Regions from separate parts of the Arachis hypogaea genome. Here region 1 is linked to region 2. The links are chromatin contacts, called in public Hi-C maps. All regions are on one chromosome and are shown on one strand. The core of a region is the stretch at or near the end of the contact, and the rest is flanking DNA. Distances in the headings are between cores, read along the strand shown. Region 1 holds the start of LOC112771318 (putative pentatricopeptide repeat-containing protein At3g23330). Region 2 holds the start of LOC112771951 (trihelix transcription factor ENAP2).

Region 1 (5,588 bases), core at 292-2,791, 150 kb after region 2:
AACAATTATTGTTAAAAAAAAAATACCTAGAAGCTAGAAGCAATGAAGCATAGAACAGAGCTGGCGACGGAGGCAGGAACAGAGCTTGCGACGGAGGAACAGAGATGGCGCCGGCGACGGTGGAAGAGAGCTTCGCGATGGAGGCAGGAGGCGAGCCCGGCGACTGTGCTTCCACTGCTGAGAGTCTGAGACGTTAGCTGCACGAGCAGGAGTGAGGGACCGAGTGAGCTTCGAAGCTCCAACTTGCGACGGCGTCAAGATCAGTCCGGCGGCTGAACGAAAGGGAGGGACTGAGATGGCCGGCGTTGAGAGGAACGACTAGCTCGAGGGTGATGGGAGGGACGAGGGAGAGAGTGGGTGCTGCTGCTGCTGCGCCGTTGGAGACCTGGAGTGAGTTAGGGTTGGTAAGGGTTGGGAGGGTTACTGGTTAGGGATCATAATGCTAAACGGCTGCGTTTTGGCGTTGTTTGGGCAAAATAAGAAAACCGGCTGGGTCCCGGTTCGGTCGACTGACCGGTTACCGGCCGGTTTAGCAGTTCAACTCCAGTTTTTAATTTTTGCGGTTTTGGCATCTAACCGAACCGTGATTCTCATCAGTTTGCGATTTAATTGGTTCGACCGACCAGTTTGAACCGATTTTTAAAACATATAATAGTGATTAATCAAATAATAGCTTAAGTGGATTTATACCTTATTTTTCTGATACAGCTACAATCACTAAAATTTTTATAAGTTAATCTCCTGTTTAGACGATAAGTACAGTTTATTTGGTTATAAAAAAAAAAAGGGTGTCATAGCAATTTCTATTTTCGCAGAAACTTGGAGAATAACAACTTCACTGGTTTAGTTCCCAGTAAACTCCTTAATAGATCAAAGAAATTAAAGGTTCACTATTATTGAGGCATGCATGCTTAGTTAATATCAAATAGTCAAAAATCCAAAGTCTAAAGTTTCTAATGACTAGTAATCAAAGATATTCTTAATTCTTGATCTAATTTTAATCATTTTATTTTAATCTGAAAATGCTATTATGGGGCAAAATCCATACCTATGTAGTTCTGCATCATCATGCAACCAACATATCAAAACAATTGAGAAGCAGAAAAACAATGTACCTATTCCTGTAGTAGCAATGTAGCATTAGTTGTTGGGGTTTTGGTGCTTCTAATAGTTTCTACAACAGCTATAATCTTCTTAGTTATCACAGTCCACGGAGCCACCACGGGAAGCCATATGAAGTGGGGCTGAGTAGAAGAAGACAACGTCAGACACCGAGCTCGAAGAAGAAGCTGCGATTGGTGAGACTGTGAGAGTGAACAGGGGGAGACTTAGAGCACGACTACAACGCAGCGAACGATGGCAGTTTTTCACTCCCTGTGACGGTGGCCCCTGAGCACAATGGACGGCGGTAGCACTGAGTCTCTCCTTACGGCGGTGGCGGAGGCTATATCCTAGGGTTGAGAGTTGAGAGAGGAGAGAGTCTGAGGAACTGAAAAAATCAGAAATGACTAAAGGAGGAGGAGGATTTTTTTATCCCTAGACACAGAACCTTAAACGGTGATGTTTCATTAGAATCGGCTAGTTCAACGGTTCAAAAAGAGCAGTTTTTAACAGTAGATCAAACCGTATTAGAGTCCGATTCAGGGTTGGACTAGTTCAATCATATATTCCAATTTTCAGACCCATATATTCCTATTGCCATTCGGTTCGGTTTTGTAGACCGGTGACCGATATTTCGGTTCGACTAACGGGTCGGTCTGATTTTTACAACAACATACTAGGGTTCGTTTATTTTTTTATTTTTTCATTTCTTCTTCCAACCTAGGTTTATTTAGGGGACCAGAGAAACTAGTCTGCTAGCCACCTAGATGAAATGTAATATCCAAAATTGAATTGCATATCTAATGAGAGTAATAAATAATAATAGAATAATCTGAAAAAATATAATAAAGACAGAGAATTAACCTTTAACTATAATACTAAATAACAAAATTAGTTGGTTGACTCTTTTATTAATACTAAATTTTTAATTCAAAAATCATTTAAAATAAAAAAATTCTCATCAATGGAAAAAAGTGCCAACTAAAACTTTTTTTTTTAAATAAAAACTTTTTTTTTTAAATAAAAACTTTCATCAATATCACCATGGCGATAAAATAAAAATATTATACAATTATAATCTAATCACCATGGCGATGTTCTTTTCTTAAATTAATTGTTTTGGTAATGTCAGCAATATCCTTCTCATTTTGGGAGAATAACTATAACTATATATAATCTCCCTTCAGTACATACAAGGAGAATTTATTCCTTCCTGTTACTCTGCAAATATTCCGATAGTATCCAAGCACAGATATATATCATAATTATTTTTTTTCCCCATAAGAGGCCTAAAGTATAATTACTCTCACTATAAATCTGTAGTTTCTCTTAAGTATAACATACATCAAATATCAATATTAACAAGGAATGTTTTAAAGTAATCCTTCAAGTTTTGATTTAGCATATTCCTAATTTTATTAGCAAGAAATTAAAGAAGAAATAAAGAAATGGACAAGATCATATCTTATATATACACTTAACTACTTAAGTGACCTAACACGTAAAACACGGTTGGTCTTTTCCTTTGGCCCTGTGCAACAAATTTTAATTTCATCCATAGTCTTGGACCATATAGTATATCATTATTACAATCACTTTATTTGTCTGTACTCTGTACCATGATTTCTTCACCTTCATTGTTACACGATCCCACACGCCACGTGGCACCTAGCTAAAATTAATCAGAACATAATGTGCTTATACATAAGTTACATTCTGTTATTTTGGTCTGCACACAAAAGAATTCAATGCTGAATTGAATAAAAAGGAACCATTATTATGCATTTACCTGTGAAACCAACCAAGTATATGGTATTATAAACACAAGCGTACAAAATAGTTTATTCTAAAAAAACAAAAAATTCCTTTCTTTTCTTTCTTAATCTCTTTGCCTTCATTTCTCTGGTGCTCTCTTGTGCATGACACCAAAATTTCGACACTGCTTCAGGGTTAGCCTTTTCCAAAGGAAGAAGAAAAAGCAGTGAGGTTTTCAAAAGGTTCTTTCCCTTAAAACTCTCTTTCTTTCTTTCTTTCTTTCTTTCACTTTTTCTGTGTTAGTGTGTTAGTTGGTGTTTCTTGCTTTGGTAAAACGATGATGATGATGATGATTGTACATTAAGGAATCTATAAGAAGAAACACATGTTTCTATTTGGAATGAGAGAATGCTTCTAGGTTCTAAATTGCAATGCAGCATTCAGAATTTTCTTGGTAACAATTCTTGTCCAATGAAGTTCTATAGTCTTGGCTCAATTAGAACTGCAATTTGCATTTCTTTGATGCTTTGTTTTGATTCTGATTCTCATACAAGACCAAAATCTTGAAATTCTGCAGCTTCTTTTTCTTGAAACTGTTCCTTTGTCTTTTATCCTCTGCTGCATTGGATTCTTTTTCCAATTTCAATTCCATATTGTTTTCAATTTTCTTATAGCACCAATTTACAAAGCTGAATGATATAATGTGAACTCATCTATAACCAAAACATAATATCATTTTAATTTTCTTGATAAATTTGTTACATGTTGCTGGGAAATGCCTAGTTTGATTTTCAAATTACATTTGATTTCTGAGTTCTGCAGAAACTACACTACATGTTACTCAAAGATCTAATGGAAGAAAAACAGTTAAACCTTAGCCAGCCACTTCTATCGGTGCGGCGATACTCATCGACAAAGTCCTCCAAAAGGAGCAAGAGAGATAGCAATTCATCAACAAGATTACCCTCTCCACCTTTATACAAATCAGATTTAAAGTCAGGTCCAGTTAGAACTGCAGGTGCTGTTCCATTTGTGTGGGAAAAAGCTCCTGGAAAACCAAAAGAACAGAGCAATTCACAAAAACATGGTCTAATCACTCCAAATCCTCCACCAGGGAAGGTTTCAAAGGTAAATAGGAAGCAATGTTTTGATGCAGTTTCGACTTGTGGAAGCAATAATGTTTCTGATTCTGTAAGGATTTCGGACAAAGAGGAAGTTAAGGAAAACGAAAAGGTAGCAGGTTCTGATTCAGATGATGAGAATTTTGTAGATGCTCTTGAGACACTTTCAAGGACTGAATCATTCTTCATGAGCACTACTAGTGTTTTTGATGATCAAGAGGTCCTGGAACAATCTAGAAGCTTATCATCATTGTCCAGCAATCGCGATTTCATAATCGACAGGTTCTTGCCGGCAGCAAAGGCCTTGACATCCGGAACACAGCCATATGCATCATTCTTCAGGAAGACAATTGTAGGACAAGAACAACAACGAAAAGAGGTGAAGAAAGTTTTGAGACCAGAAATTTCCCTGCATCTTAGTCAGCATAGGCCTAAAGCTCTGCCTCGTTATGGCGAAGATAAAACCGGAGACTGCAATGGAGCCGAAAACTTCACGGCCACTGGTTGTGGATTGTTTCCTAAGCTATGCCTTCTTAGTCCAATTGGAGGATCAAGAAATGAGGATAAGACTCAAAGTTCTGCAGTTCATGGAATGCAAGCAAAATCAGTTGCTTCCCATTGTGAAACTATAAAGGAGGTACTAATTTGTTTCTAACTTTCTACTATCAGCTTTTCTTTCAATTCTTGATTTTTCACTTTTCTTATTCTTGCAGCATGCTAAAACTTCTTTTCCTTGGAAAAAGTCATTAGATTCTCAACCTGGTTTCACAGAAGTAAAGGACATCTTGTGTGTTTCTGAGAAATCTAAACATGGAACTGATCCACATCATTGTAGAGGCTGCAATAAACCATCATCAACCAGTGAACTCCCTGTGGTTGAGAAAACTCTATATGTTGATTCTTTGCGCAAGGTTAAGTCGCATTCAAGTTCAATCTCTTCTGAAGTAAAGAATCAAACCATCCACAAAGGAGATAGTTCTAAAAATTCTAGTAGTGATATGAACATAATAGAAATGACAAAACATTCCAAGAAGTTGAACTCAACAGAAGTTGCTACCAAAGTTGGAGAAGATGGGAAAATTGACTTAGAAGGCCAATGTGTTATTCAGTTAGGCCAAAAAGAAACAGATGATGATGATGATTCAAGCTATATGCAGGTTTCACTTGAACTTCCTTCACTGAAAGCTCCATCAGAGTCTTGGCTTAAGCGCACTCTACCTACAATTTCCACAAGCAACTTGCAATCAAGAACAAACAACATTGCTACAAACACTTGTGCAAGAAGTCAAACTCATAAGACAGCTTCATCAATGTATCCTAAGTGGGAAACAATTGTTAAATCCTCTAATGTACATCATGGACATCAGAGGCTCCCTAAGGTAATTTTTCAGTAACTTATAATATCTATTTCAAACTATAGTTAACCAAATAAAAAGCAAACAAATTGGTAATTATGCATAGTTGTTAATTATTTTACAAGTATTATATGTTAATTTCTAAACTTTGCTAATATTCAGTCCTTCTTTTCTCTCAGGAACTACTGACAAGCACTCCAGAAGCTTGAACATCATGGTAAAATCTGATTTTTGCATCAGTAATATGAGTCTCTTT
Region 2 (5,410 bases), core at 2,414-4,913:
AAGGCCCAAGAAAAGCAAACTAAGAAGAAACTAAAGATTCGGGTTGAGGAACCTTGAAACATCACAATTTTTTTCATTTTCATTGTCATTTTCACTCTCTATTTTGAAAACCATTTTCAAACTGACTTGGTTTTTGCTCTTTCTTTGGGCCTAAGCCGAAAAATGGACTTTTGTCAAGCTACAAAATTCAGCCATTCAGGTAATACCTAAAAAAATATATAGCTATTCAGGTAGAAAGGGACATATGGATCACGTTTTGTAGCTATGGGCTTCAAACACTTCTAACCTATGACCAAAAAGTATGCACCTTTAAAGTCCCTTATAATAACAAACCAAAAATGCAAACGTTGTGATATAGTCATGTAGTGTTCGTTGATGTTGACTAAATAATCCAAAGTTTCTCATTGATTAAAATTACAAAATCAATTTATAGTTTAAATGTACATGCATAAATACCATTTTGTTTTTCAGTTTTTTTTTTTCCAACCTCACTTATCTTTCCTCCTTAATATATATATATATATATACATTTAAATTTAGGTTATATTTTAATCAAATGATGATATACTCAATTTTTTTCATAAAATATTTAAACTATTCCCTTTCATATTTAATTAATCAAGGTTTGATAAAAGAGATTAAGGTTGGAAATAGTGAATTAGAACAATTTCTAATTGAATACACTATCCACAATCAGCTTGTTCATATTTAAGAAATTGATAGATAGACTAAATTCTCTTCACAAAGGACAGTATAGCATTATAACTATAAATAAATACAAACCAATCTAAATTCTTACTAACAGATTTTTTTATTTTTTTAGTTAAAAAAAAAAGGGCAAATATGTTTCCATGACCAACGTAACATCTATCTAATTTACCCATTGGAGTTTTCGTCCATCATCAGTGCATTACTAGTTGCTATGAGAAACTATCTGTTAGAGGAGAAAGAAATATCAGATCTCTGGATCCCACTAACGAGAGAGAGAGAAAAAAAAAAAAAAACATGAACAGTAGAAGACACAATTATCCAAGGTCATGCCATGAATATTAACACTAGCAGACATTTATAAAACATAATTAAAGGAATTTATAGTATTATTTGAATGAAATCACTTGTTTTTTCAGACAATGGATAAGATTTTCAATTATTTATAACAATAATTAATAAATAATTTTATTGATGATGAACAATCAAGACATATGCATCATGTATTGCATAAACCATAAAAAGTTTTTGTATAAATTCATGCAGTGCACAAACTTTGTTTACTCGTAATCATGATTACCATTACTTGTATTATATAAACAACATTTGATATTTAGTAATCTCAATCTGGATTAAACAAAGTCCAACACTAATTTCTTTCAATTCTGGTGGTCCCAACCAAACCTATAATCCAAATAAAAAAGTTTTAAATTTTGATACCTCTAATTTGGTGAGGGACTGAACCAGAAAAATTGGACATGGATGGTTTGACCAATGCATATACAAATAAAATGCAAAACTGTTTTCCTTTAGCAACATTATTACTTTACATCACAAGTTCCCAACCCCCTCAACTCTATCTCAATAATTTTTTTTTCTTCCTATCTCGTTAATTTTTATTTTCTCCTTGATCTTTGTTCTTTAATTGTTTATCCTAGCAAACTTTGTTGGGCTTTTATTGCCCAGACTTGGTGTCATTGAATTTGAATTTGTCAGTATTTCTTTTACTTTATTTTAATTTGCTATAATTATATGGATGAGTATACAATGACTCAATGAGTGAACATTGCAAGAATGAATCATAGCATCCACCATGCAACCCAAACCCTCAACTAAACTGATCACATTGTTTACCTTAATATCACCAACATTTAATAAAACAAATAGGACAAAGATCAGACATCTGAACTTAGATATTCTGTAAGCTTTGTGGTTTTAGTATAATTATTATAAGATAAACAGAATATAAAATTCTACAGTATTATTTCATATCAGATAGCAAAAATCAGATAAAAACTAAATACTTAGTCAACCCTTTAGCTTTTCTAGAAAGTTTGGCAGCACAAGTGGACCTTGCTATTCACATCCAAATGACAAAACCAAGTGACAAGCACATAAAAGTTACATATAACTGGGAAGTAAAACAAACATCCAGCAATGATGACAAATATAATAGAAACCAGTCAAATGAAGTTTCCTTCTGTTACAATTCTAATTTCCAAACAGAACAAAAATATTACCTTTAAGATTTTTAGTAAACATTTAAGTGTCCTAATATCTTTAGGCACAATATGTATAAAAAAAGCTACTTCTTCAATCATATATTTATATTCCATGTTATATGGGGAGTTAGAAATATATAATTCTATGTCTAATTCTAAAGATACAAAACAACGGACACATTACCTTACAATCTTACATTACGAGTCACCCCCAATAAAAAGTTAAAAACCAAACGCAGCATTTCAATTCAAAAAAGAGATGCAAAGACACAAAAGCAACAACAAAACTATGCAAAAAACTAAGCAATTAAAGCTCACCAGCAGCATCATTAGAAGAGTGATTATTGATCTTGTGTATGTGAAGCTGAGTCTCCATGAACAGCTTCAACCTCTGACACTCCAAATCCTTAGCAAACTGCATCCTTTGTTTCTCCAATTCAACCATTTGCTTCCTCTTCGCCGCTTCAACTCTCTCATATATCTCACCAACTTTCTCAATAGCATGTGCCAATTCTCGGTACCCAATTTCCCATTCTTCATCGTTTTTTGTTACCCTTCTCCTCTTCTCGCTGCTCCCCTTTGAATCTTCACTCTCCGCCGCAGCCGCCGCCACCGCGGCGGCCGCAAAAGCCGAGAACTTCCGGCGAAAATAAGTGTCATCGGAACTCATCGGCGCAGGTCGCTTCTTTGTTCCGGATCGGGGACCTACCGGAGTCACCGTCCACGGCGGCGGCGAAGGCTTCGCCGCCGGAGGGGATTTAAGGCGAGGTGAGGATTTCACCGGCGGGGACTGCTTTTTCAAAGGATACGTGTCTCCGATGAGAGAATCGATGCGGTGGAAGAAAGCCCATGTGCCGGAGTATACGCGTCCGTCGCCGTCATCGTCGCCGGCGGTGGAATCGGAAACCCTAGCCCTCTCGACCTTGTACTTCTTTTTGAGGGTGTCGATGCGGTTCTTGCACTGGACATCGGTGCGGCGGTGTCTCGGGTCGTGGCCGTGGGCGGCGTTGACGGCAGCGGCGACTTCCTGCCAGTGATTTTGGCGGAGACTGCCGCGGCTGAGGGAGAGGTAACGGGAACCCCATGCGTCGATGAGGGTGGAGGTGGCCTCCTCCGACCAGCAGTCTTCCCGTCCGGGGAACGGTGAGGGCCGAGTCGTCGGCGGCGGAGGAGGAGGAGGAGATGATGCGGGTGCGGCATCAGGAGATGGTGCTTCAGCGGGGGATCCCATGGGGAAAAGGTGAGGCGCGGGTTGTGGTATTTGGAAGGAGTAACGGTGGTGGTGGCGGTGGCGGTGGGTTCGGCAGAGAGAAATTACGGTTGGTTGGTTCGCCTGAGAGACAAAGCTTTGGCAATGTACTTCGTTAGGCCATTAACGTGCGGGAAACACTGCTTTTTGTTTTTTCGTTGGAATTTCTTTTTGGGCCTTTACTAGGAAGGAAGGCCCTTTGGACAGAACTGGGTTCGAGTTTATGCACTCTTTATGGGCCTTTAATACGGTTGTTAGGGTTTAAATTAGTTATAAACGTTTTATAATAAAAAAAAAGTTGCTTTTGATTCTGAACCAATAACAGATCGAGGTCTATGGACATCGAAGGATGGATTAGCGGTATTTGGGCCTACTATTTTCAATGATATGGTCTAAACAAAATCAATAACATTAGATTTAGAAAATACATGACCAAAAACCGACAAGATTTAGCAAAAAACAAAAGAATATGGAAAAGCTGTTGTTGGATTAGAGGTCTATTAGAATTTGGAAGTGGTGATTTTGGTTGTGTTTTGGAGGGGGCTTTATTTATGATGTTAACACCACAGCGACAAAAACTATAAACAATTAAATGTCTTCTAAAATAAGGGTTAATTAGATTATCCCAACAAATTATAGCTCAAATGGCATAGTCTTCTCATTTTTACATAAAGATTTTATAATCATATGTTTTATGTATTTTTATATGTCTTATTTTATTTTATATAATTTTAATATGGATTTTATATTTTAATACATATTTTATAAAATAGTTCATTGATTATATAAGTTTTAGAGGATAAATAATAATGGTCAGTAATACAGGAAAGAAAAAAAGAGAGGATCTTGGAGTTCTCTAATAGCTAATTTTACTCTATTCTTTTTTTTTTTTAAAAGAAGCTTCCAAACACATTTTGTATCACAGCCTTCCTTCTCTTTCATGTCAATGTCACACCTTAATTGCCATCCCCTTAAATCTCACATCACATTGGTTTATGACAGGGTATTATGTCGTCAATTGATCCATATAGGCAATAAGGAACTAGTTTAATGACATGGCATCTAGGGATAACCCTCTTCTCCAAAGCTGTATCCTAGAGTTGTGGGGAACCTGGCAATCTCCTCGGAAGACCAACCCATATCCTCCACCAAGAATCTCATTGCTGGCCCGATCCTCTCCGGCGAATATGACATAAAAGCAGGGAACTTTCTAAACGACAAAAGGGACGCCTCTTTTGACCAACCCCATTTCTCCAAAGACTTCGTTTTCCGATCCATATGCAAGAGCACATGTATGGCACTGATGAAACTGCACTTGTTAGGATCAAACCCCATTTCCTTTGCCAACTTCACACCTTTAACAACCCATGATCGGGTGAAACAGAACCAACATTGAGATAGAACTCTGAGGCACACCCAAATCTCTCAAAATCTTTGTGTTGGGAATCAAATTCTTTATCACATCACACAACACAAAAGCCATTGCACCACGCTTCAATGAACTAATAACTTCTTGCTCACTTCGAACAACACTCTTCAGGACCTCATAGCGCGGAATGAGGCACTTCTCCAAGCTCCAAGGCTCCTGGCTAACAGGGTTTGGTTCTCAATCACGAGTTTTGGAAGGTCAACGCGTGAAATCCCAATGGAGGAGAAAAACTTGAGCTTGGGCTTACTGATCTTTTCTGCATCAGTGAGGAGCAACATGGGTCGCTTCTGAATGTACTTAGCCTGCGTTTCGGAGAATCCATATTTTCTGAGGAGGGCTAAGACCGCGTTTGGCTTTTCAGGGGTTTTGAAGTGAACCTTTTGTGACAAAAGCGCGGCGGTTTTGGGAGAGAATCCGCATGTGGCGATTAGGTAGGAGATTGTAAAGTTGCGATCTTTTGGGCGTTTGGTATCTTTGGTTGCGAGTGAATTGAAGAAAAGGAGATGCGATTTATGCTGTTGA

The links. Hi-C and Micro-C count contacts between places; a contact is called where the count stands out from the background.
Region 1: a contact with region 2 is called in a Hi-C map of an unstated tissue, with 4 times the contacts expected there. The contact joins the promoter of LOC112771318 here to the promoter of LOC112771951 in region 2. A contact is called at or near these places in 2 of 8 Hi-C or Micro-C datasets (leaf and an unstated tissue).

The regions. Positions count from the first base shown.
Region 1 is chr18:13,681,921-13,687,508 of arahy.Tifrunner.gnm2.J5K5, forward strand. It overlaps LOC112771318 (putative pentatricopeptide repeat-containing protein At3g23330), which reads right to left and starts at 1,542. Exons shown (of 3, transcript XM_072226295.1): 1 at 1,116-1,542. It overlaps LOC112771320, which reads left to right and starts at 2,601. Exons shown (of 4, transcript XM_025816025.3): 1 at 2,601-3,310; 2 at 3,679-4,614; 3 at 4,691-5,356; 4 at 5,512-5,588. The coding sequence starts at 3,691. The coding sequence ends at 5,541.
Region 2 is chr18:13,532,130-13,537,539 of arahy.Tifrunner.gnm2.J5K5, forward strand. LOC112771951 (trihelix transcription factor ENAP2) reads right to left here and starts at 3,664. Exons shown (of 2, transcript XM_025816816.3): 1 at 2,529-3,664; 2 at 668-934. The coding sequence starts at 3,441. The coding sequence ends at 921. It also overlaps the pseudogene LOC112771793.